Regions from separate parts of the Mus musculus genome. Here region 2 is linked to region 1. Evidence: chromatin contacts called from public Hi-C data. All regions are on one chromosome and are shown on one strand. The core of a region is the stretch at or near the end of the contact, and the rest is flanking DNA. Distances in the headings are between cores, read along the strand shown.

Evidence for each region. A called contact is a pair of places that touch in the nucleus more often than the background predicts.
Region 2: a Hi-C map of the C2C12 cell line shows a contact between it and region 1, with 1.7 times the contacts expected there. The contact joins two enhancer-like sites. A contact is called at or near these places in 2 of 484 Hi-C or Micro-C datasets (the C2C12 cell line and liver).

The regions. Positions count from the first base shown.
Region 1 is chr6:143,377,692-143,382,137 of GRCm38.p6, forward strand. No RefSeq gene overlaps it. Among named protein-coding and RNA genes, the nearest start is that of Gm31427, 73 kb to the right of the region's middle. Within about 2 kb of position 2,955, at least 6 of the 459 cell types and tissues checked have an H3K27ac peak or open chromatin away from gene starts, as enhancers often do. A contact at or near this core is called in the C2C12 cell line, where this site is marked.
Region 2 is chr6:143,557,120-143,562,057 of GRCm38.p6, forward strand. No RefSeq gene overlaps it. Among named protein-coding and RNA genes, the nearest start is that of 4930579D09Rik, 24 kb to the left of the region's middle. Within about 2 kb of position 2,407, at least 25 of the 459 cell types and tissues checked have an H3K27ac peak or open chromatin away from gene starts, as enhancers often do. A contact at or near this core is called in the C2C12 cell line, where this site is marked.

The DNA.
Region 1 (4,446 bases), core at 1,705-4,204:
GCTATGGGGTAAGCAGGCACATGTGCGCATGCGTACGTTCATGAGTGCGTGGGGGTGTGCGCGCGCGCATGTCCAGAGTACAGTGGGAGGCATCTCCATCTTTCTCTGCGGCTCTCTAAGTCACTGTTTTGAGACAGGCTATCCCAGGCTATCCCACTGAGCCGTAAACTCCCCACTTGGCTGAGCTCCTCCTATGTCTGTCTCCCAGTTCAGAATTACAGACATGCTCTGGGGGTTACAGATGTACTCTGGCACACTGACTTCCTTCATGAACGCAGGATATGAACACAGGCTCCTGTGTTTGTGCATGTGACCCATCTCCCCAGTCCCATCAAGCTCTTATCTAAACCCTATGTTATTGTATACATAGATTCTCATGCATTGTTTGTATTAGAGACACAAAATATGTACAGTGCACACATCATATGTAACGTACAGGGAAGTAATTCTCCCTTTCAGGGCAGTGGAGGCAACTTTGTGTGTTATGGGTAGAAACCACGTTGCCAAGAAGTCCTCTTTCTCTAGAGCAAAAATAATCCTGGTGGACTGATGGGGATGGAACGGAACGGAAGACTGACAGGGAAGGTGTTCGTGGAGCATGCAGAGTCAGGAGGATGGGAGCCTGGGTCTGTTCGATATAGCATAGTTCTCAGTGAGGGCTCTAGGGAGGGAGGCCTGGCATTAGATGACATTACAGGCTTCAGTGCTGACACCCGGGCCTCCCGCATGACTTCGTGCATTAGAGAGTAGCATAGAGGTGGCAGGAGACAGCTGCATCGGGAGTCAATGCATTAGAACTTGTCTTTCTGTGTGGTCTACATACTGATAACCCAATGCATCCCATCAATGCAGCATAGTCAGGGTGTCTCAGAAGACACACTTGAGAGCTAGTGACATCAAGACCCCGATGCTACTTCTTCATGCCTGACCTTTCCCCAGACCCCCAGGGTTCCCAAGCAAGCCACAGGCAGACTTTGAAGAACTGGAAGGCAAAACTAGAAATTACATTATTATGGAATAATAATAAAGGATGGTGTGTTTTATGCACCTGTGGCCTGCATTTCATACCTGGTGGCATAACGTGTTTATTTTCTTTCCCCCATGACTGAATTCTTGTGGAGTTACAAGGGACATAACTTGTAGGTGGATAAAGGCTCTTTGTAGTCACAATGGCAGCTCACAAAATGTTTATTGTTGGAGAAGCAGACTCCAGCCCACCTGGTCATGAAGTAACTGCCACAAATCTTGGCCAAATTCAGGTTTCCACATGGAGAGGTGGTGGGGATATGTTCTACTAGGAGAACAGCTCGGCCAAGAAAACAAACCGTCTCTCGACATTAGGCCCGCTAATATTTGCTGTTTTTAAGTCCAATGGAAAAGTGCACAGAGAGAATAGTGTGTAGTTTTCTAATCAAAACGATACCCTCTCCAACCCAATCCAAACTGACCACAAGGCCGAATTTTACTTAATAATGCAGCTTATTGTGCTGCGAGGCGGGTTAGAATGTTATGGTTGCCCCCTGTGGGGACGTGGCACTCTTGGCACAGACATCTCTTGAAAGCCCAATCTCTCATTAGTACATTTAATTATGATAACACAATATTGATTTTGTGTATGAGTGTTGTGGGAAAGTTGCTAAAGGCCTTCATCCTAATCCAAGGATTTATGGACGTGAACAATCCTGTGAGTCTGACATTTATCTCATTTTCTTCTCTTACCAGAGGCTCCAAAATTCAGTTCTGTTCTGGACTCTCTACCTGGGTCAGTCCTACACAGCCACCCGCGCGTTAGAGACCAGCTGCAGAGTACCCATGATGCATTGCTGCAGAGTACCCATGATGCATTGTGTTCACCATGCTGAAGATGGACACCTGAGTGGTCTCTAGCTACCCACTCCCTCAGTAGATCTGACGGGAGGAGTCTTATTATTGCACTTTTATGAAAATATGCCTGCTTCTCTCTCGGCTTGTCTGTGCTCAGCAGTGGGATGACTGGAGTGTAGGCTACGTGTATGTTTAATAAGTATTACTCAGCCCCTTCTGGGAGTTTATCCTCATCCTTTGCCAGTCTTTTGTAAGGGCAACAGTGGTGCCCATCTGGTTTCTTGACTGAATTACCACTGGGACATTTCCTTTGTCTGTTGTTTTTATCAGAGGGATTTTCTTTCCCTTTGTTTTGTTCCGGTTCTTTGTATTTTGAGACAAAGTCTCACTCTGCAGCCCAGGCTGGCCTTGAAATCCGAGATTGCTACCTCACTGGTTCTGGATCAGAGCGCACGCACTGATAGCCCAAAGCATCATATTTTGCATAGCTATCTCATTTACATATGTCAAGTTGGCCCCTTATGGGTCTTTCTCTCAGAATTGTCTTCCCTTATCTCCTTGAGACTACTGGGACCATGAAAAGGGCTGTAGGGAGATTCAACAGTTGAGGGTGTTTGCTGCTCTTCCACAGAACCCATAATATGTAGGCTGCTCACAACCACCTGTGCCTCTAGCTCCAGAAGATTGAACACCCTCTACTGGTGCCTTCAGGCACCTGTGTATACACACACACACACACACACAGACACACAGACACACAGACACACACACACACACACACACACTTTTAAAGTAGTTAAGGTTACTCTTAGATCTAGGTCATTCTGTCTGCCTTTCCTGGCATGGGTCGCCTACTCAGTTACCTTATCCTCACCACTAAGGGGACCAGGTTTCTGCTGCAGGTCACACTACTTAGAAGGGTAAGTTAGCTTTTTCTGGCCATGTGCACACAATCTCACCCTGTGACGCTTCAACCCATAGAGTTTTTAAACTTTCTGATGGTGTGAAATGGTATACAGTAGGACTCTCACTTAAAGTCTGAAGTTTACTGCTGGTAGGCAGTAGACAGAAAGAGAGGATGCTCTTTGTGACGCCAGCAGAGTAAGGAGTCATGAGAGCACCAGAGTGCGCAGTCCCCACTTGACAAGATATTGTGCTGCTGAGTCAGCGGGTGACCCAGTGCATTTCCAAGTTAATGGCATTTTCAACTTACCATAATTTTATTAGTGCAAGATCTAAAAACAAACCAAGAAGCCACTAGCTTGGCAGAGGCAGGAGACAAAACCAAAGCTTATTTGAGTCATTCCTGGGGAATGAGACAGAAGTTCCTCAGGTTAGAGACCCTATGCCCTGGCATCTCTCTCTATCTCTCTGTCTCTCTTTCATTGTTTACTTTTTCCTCTCTCCTCATCCACATCTCCTTTCTCTCCCTCTTCTCTCTTTATTTGTGTATATACATTTTCAAGTATATGTACTGTTTGCATGCCATTACCAACGTGTATGGAGGCCAGTGATCACCTCAGGTGGTGTTTGGACAAGCCACTTTTTTTGAGACAGGGTCTCCCCATGGCCTGAACTCACTTAGTAAGCTAGACTGGCTGGCCCACGAGCCTCTGAGACAACCCTGTCTCCATTGTCCCAGCAACAGGACTCCAAAAGTGAGCTGCCCCACCTGTTTATTTAAATGAGTGCTGTGATTGAACTTATAGCCTGGTTTTTTTCTTTCTCAAGGGATGTTATCTTATTCAGCTGTAATCTCCTGGCCCTTTGAGGAAAGATGGAGCAAAAACTGGGACATGGGGTACCCAGTCCATCTGCTGACTGGATTCCCTGCCTCTGCCTGAATGCCCAGTGCTTGACACACTCATTGCTGTGGGGTCAAACAGGGGTATTCCCCAGTTTCTCCCACTCCTAACCTCCTAGAAAACAGTGACAACACCTCTTTCCTTTTAGAGCATTATATATTTATTTCCTTATTTTTAGCTTCAAGCTGACCATTTTATTATCCTTTACATGAATTTACGAGGTGCACTACCTTTAAAAATTTTTTTTTTCCAATTTTTGAGACAGGGTCTCACAGTGTAGCCCTGGCTGTCTTGGAACATGTTTTGTAGACCAGTCTGGCCTTGAACGCATTGATCCTCATGTCTCTCTGTCTGTCTCCTGAGTGCTGGGACTAAAGGCATGCATCACCATGCCTGGTGAGGTACACCATTCTCACATTTATTTCTCTGCCATCTTTGGGGTTGGATCAACAGAAGGTCTAGACTCAGAAGAGCTGTACCAGTTTCCTCACTTTTGAAAAACACCCAGTGCCATTTGCTCCAGAGCGTCACACCTCTCCATTAAGGTGACTCTACAAAGCCTCAACTCTTGTAGTGTTTGCTTGTTTGTTTTTTTACAATGTTCTTGCAAAAAGGTGAGTTACCTGGCTCCAAAAATAGGGCTGTACAATTAGCCTATTAGTATTTTTTAAATGTTATTGTTTCTTTATTGGCAATCTAAGGTAACTTTAAATTGTTAGCATGCCATTCACACCTGCTCTGTAAGTTAGAAGATAAAACATTGAAGATATAGCAACATATTTCTATAATTTTGCATATGATAGTTCTCTGTCTTTGA
Region 2 (4,938 bases), core at 1,157-3,656, 180 kb after region 1:
ACTCCAAAATGCCATTTGTAGAATGTAACAGGTTCTCTTCTCAGGAGCCAATCCTAATGGTTGGGGTTGGTTGAATGCTCAAGTGTATCTTCTTTCTTTCACTGACAGGAAAGTCAAAGTTTCTTAGCTGTATTTTCCTTGGACCGTCCCTACCCCCTTTCCTTTATTCCCGTTATTTTCTATTTTTCTTTAATTTTACATTATTAATATTTGTTTTTTATGCCCATTACAGCTTTCCTTTATATTACAAAATTCCAATTTCAGTTTTTGTCTACTCAGGATACTATTTTTATTCCTTCCTTTTCAAGTAATGTTGTGGAGAACTTTTTCTTGTGGTCACCACAAGGCTGAATTCTTGGACTTTGCTTCATAGCTAACAGAATGAACCCAGTGGTTGCTAGATCTTGATCCTGGTGATGGAGTTACTGTCAGTCTCTATGGAAGTTCAGGAAACCCTGCCTGGGGTCCCAAAAGCCTTTACCCTCTCACCTCAGTGCCAAGAGAGCTTGAGAGATGCTGGCTTATATATAGACATGAAAGGCTGGTTGAAACTGAGCCACTATAGTGTAGCTACCATGAGGTCACCATGAAAGAGTGGAACTTAGTGGTAACGCAGCTTGTTTGGGGGTCACCCATACTCCTGTAAAGAATTCCACACCTATCCTCTGAAAGAAAGCACAATAAATTTTTTGGTCCCACCAAGTTGGACTTTGATGAAATCATACTTTGTCTGTGGGATGACCATCTGTGGTGGTTGTATTTCCCCCGGAAAAGCTAACACAGCATGTGTTTAATGTATCCTGTTGATGTATTAAGTGAAAACCAGTAAGTATCAGGACTGCTGGGGCCTTATTGTCAGATCTGAATAACTGAACACTATGTGTGCTTTTCCTTAGGACATTGGCAGCCTTTAAGACGTGTCTTGTACATTACACTTAACTAAGCATAACTTTTCTGTGCTCTTTGACTCTGGTTTCTTTCCGTAACAGAAGCAGGCACCCCAGATATTTGATCGAACTGACAGTGCATTCATTTTGCAGAGTTCTGGTTTCTGGAAGGTTGCCTTCAAAGCCACAATGGTCTTTAACTGTGTGGAGCACCTGCTTCTAAATACCTCAGTGTTAAACTATTTGTTTCCCCCCCTTGGAAGACCGTAGTATTAGTTCTGTTAACACTTTGACACCATGCCAAAATATACAACATTCATTTAAGATTGGGCACTAAAGGACCTATTCACCAGTTTTTAAGAGGAGGAAAAAAAGGAATAAGGGTCTTTCACACGTTCTCTCTGTAATTATAAATATAAAACTATTCTTGATTCATCTATCCAACAGATGGAAATAGTGTAAGGGTTTACTGTATAGCTCTCGTATTTTCCAGTAAAAGAAAATACTGATTTTATTCATTTACTTTGGATTTCTTTTGCCTCTTTTTTTCATGGTCTCCAAGGTGCAAAACTAAGAAAGAACTTGTTATATTAGTTAAATCAGTCATGCGTATAGGTAGGTGCCTCCATGCCCAGAGTAAATGCCACTGGCGTTTCACCACGGCTCTGGCCAACCGCACATAGCTGCCCTTGTTCTCAGACTCTCCCCCCTGTGCCGCTCAATACCCCTACAGTTTCTGGGTCCTGGTGCCTCTGAAAGGAAGGTGAGCTTGCTTTGTGTGATGGCTGACTGGAAATTTCCTGCACCGTGTGGGCTTACTGTGCCAGCTATTGCCTCTCCTTCTGGCTTTATTAAAATAGAAAACCATGGTGCATAGCTTTGGGAAGAATGCTAAAGACACTTCCACTGGGCTTGGCTTGGTAGAATTAAAGTATATGTGCAGTTGTGTGCAAAGGAGAGTAGAGGGAGATCACACACACAGGCACACACACTCAGGCATGTGCACACATGCACACACAGGTTATTGCATTAGTTGCCTGCAATGACTTACTTGTTTTGGTCTCAGACAACACTTCATACTCTGTACAATCTCTCCTGGACACACCAGACCAGGGATGACTTAAAGACAGTCACGAAGGGAAGGACTGACCAGTGACCTAAGCTGTGGTGGCCCTGAGGTCCCATGTCTGGATGAGAACTATGGGGCCAACTCTCATAAGTCCAGTCAGAAACAGTCTGTGCCCAAGATGCCATGTATGCTTCAGGATAGAACCAGGAAGGAGATGGAATCTCTATGGTGGAGTTGCCCTAAATCCAGGGCAGATTAGATGCCCACACAAGTCGCCCCACTAGCCTAAACCCCTGACTTCTCTCCAATCTTTCCTATCATTCCTTGCCCAGTTCCCACTTTGTTCCACATCAGGTTCCTGCCATCATTGTCAACTCTGTGCTTCTGTTTTGCCTTCAGCTCTGTGGGTTCAGACGAGGCATTGAGTCAGCAGGGCACACAGCCCACTTTTACAGTGGACGCTGGTTAACTGTGTTCCTGAAATCCGAAACCTTTCTTTCCAGGCACAAGAATCCCTGTGGCTAGTCCTTGTCACATTTTCTATTCTGAGTCTCTTGCAATATGGTCCCTTCTACTTGTAAGTGAGAAAATGGGGCATGGTTTCCTAGGGTGAGGGCTGTGGTCTATATATCATAGCCACAGAGGCATATGCATATATCATAAACTCAGCAAATGGTCAAGCAAAGACTTATGAATGTCGCTGTGTGGGATTGTATGTGTGAGGTGGGTGTATGTATATATGGTATGTATCTCCATGTTTACATGTGTATGTACATTTACATGTGGGTATATGTGTAAAGGTATGTATGTGCATTTTTGTATGTGTGTATACATATGTGTATGTATGTGTGTGTGTATGTATGAGTGGTGCTGGTGCTTTGCGTTTGTGGTGTTGGGTGTGTGTGTGTGTGTGTGTGTGTGTGTGTGTGTGTGTGTGTGTGTGCATGTGTGTGTATGTGATGCATGCATCCATGTTTGTGAGTACATATGCCCATGAGAAGGCCAGAGTAGGATGGCTGGTGTCTTTCTATCTTACCCTCTGTCTTATGGCCTTGATGGGTGTCACTGACACAGCAGATCGGCTTTGACTAGAATGTACACCAGGGAGCTCTTAGGTCTCCCTGTGTCTGCTTCTCCATTTTCCCAGAGCTGGGGTTACAGGCATGTAATACCATTTCCATCTTTTTGGTATTTTAGATTGATTTTTTTTTTATTAAAGTTTTGGTTAGCACATAAGTCAGTCTCACTGTGGCATGCATTTTCATTAATATATAGCATCACAATCTGTCACTTTACGGCCCACAAGTAGTGCTTGTACCTACTATTTGAACAGGTCTTAAATGGTTTTTTAATTCTTTGTCAGTTTCATAATATAAATAATGAGTTCTACTCACGTCCATTCCTCTTTAGTTTCTCATTCTTTCTCCATTCTAGAAAGTCCTCTTCCGTGTGTGTGTGTGTGTGTGTGTGTGTGTGTGTGTGTGTGTGTGTGTGTGAGAGAGAGAGAGAGAGAGAGAGAGAGTAGGTGTGTGTCTGTCTGTTGGTCTGTCTGTTGTCTGCCTGATTTGTCTGCATAGTCAGGGGTAGGAGCATTCCCTGGGGCATGGGCAACTTGTTAGCATCTCCATCACTGAAGACTGACCTCCTGACCCCAGCACCATCAGACTTAGTCTCTCAGACAGAGGTGCCTCCTCAAAAAGGCTTTCCTCTTCATGAAGAGATGCTGCTGTTCCCAGTCTTGTGCATCTCTTCCATGGGTAACCATAGCTACAGTGAGATAATGAGTGAGATGCCATGTCCTGTCCAGAAGGCATCCTTGTTTTATAGCATACTTTCCATCCTCCAAGCCTGTGTTCTTCCTACTTTCTTAGGAAAGCTTCCTGACCCTTGATATGGTGACCCAGGTAGGGTCAAATAGGCCACTGTAGACCGGAATAATGATTCCTATCGTCTTGACCCACTGTGAGCCTCTGCACTAACCAGTGCTGCCAATCCCTGCAGTCAGAAGCCTCCCAGACAAAGGCTCAGAGCAGCAGTGATCTGTGGTTTTCAGAAGATCACCTAGAAGGCAGTTTAGTGTGGATGCTGGGAAGTCCGTCTAAGACCCTCATGCTAGCTGAACAAGCACTCTTAACTCTGAGTCATCTCCCAGCCTCTGCTGTATGTAATTTTCATATCAAAGTAGGAGATTATAAACAAATGAATTTAGTAATGAAAACATTCAAGATATAAAAGACAATATAACACATACCACTTGCCCACTTACTCAAATTAACAAACATCCAAATCTAGTTTCATTCATTCTCTTAGATTCTCTAAGACTTCCAACAGTTTTAGTAATATGCTCAGTGTGTGACTGTGCCCTTTCACCCAGTGCTAGGTTGTAAAATCTACTCAGATTGATAGACAGTTCCAGCAAGGGCAGAGCAGGTAGATCTCCCTCTGTCTTTTTTTTTTTTTCCATCAATCGATGTGCCTGCGGTGAGTAGCCCTGGGGTTGGAATGTGAAATGTCCCCACAGGCTTCTGTGTTGAATTCCTGCTTCCCCAGGTGGTGGTTCTTTGTGGAGAGGCTGTGGAAACTTTAGGAGATGGAGCCTACCTGAAGGCAGCAGGTGGCCAGGGAGTGTTGTCCTGAGGGGCTGTGTCTTGTCATGGCTCTCTTGATCTTCCTTTCTCTGCTTCCTATCTTCTGTAAGGTCAGCAGCTCCCTCCATGTGCTGGGCCTTAACTGGGCCCAGAGCCATGGAGTCACGTGACCATGAGTCAAAACAAATACCTTCTCTTTGAAGTTGGTTTGTTGCAAGATGAGAAAAACATATTCATACAAGTGCTTGCTTTGACGACTGGCTCCTTACCTGCTGCTTGCCAGACACCTTTCTCCTTATTTCCGACTTGATTTGTCAGTTATTGAGGTCAGCAACCAGGTAGGCTCCTCCCCATAGTTACCTGGCAACAGCCAGGTAGGTTTGGCCCAGTATAA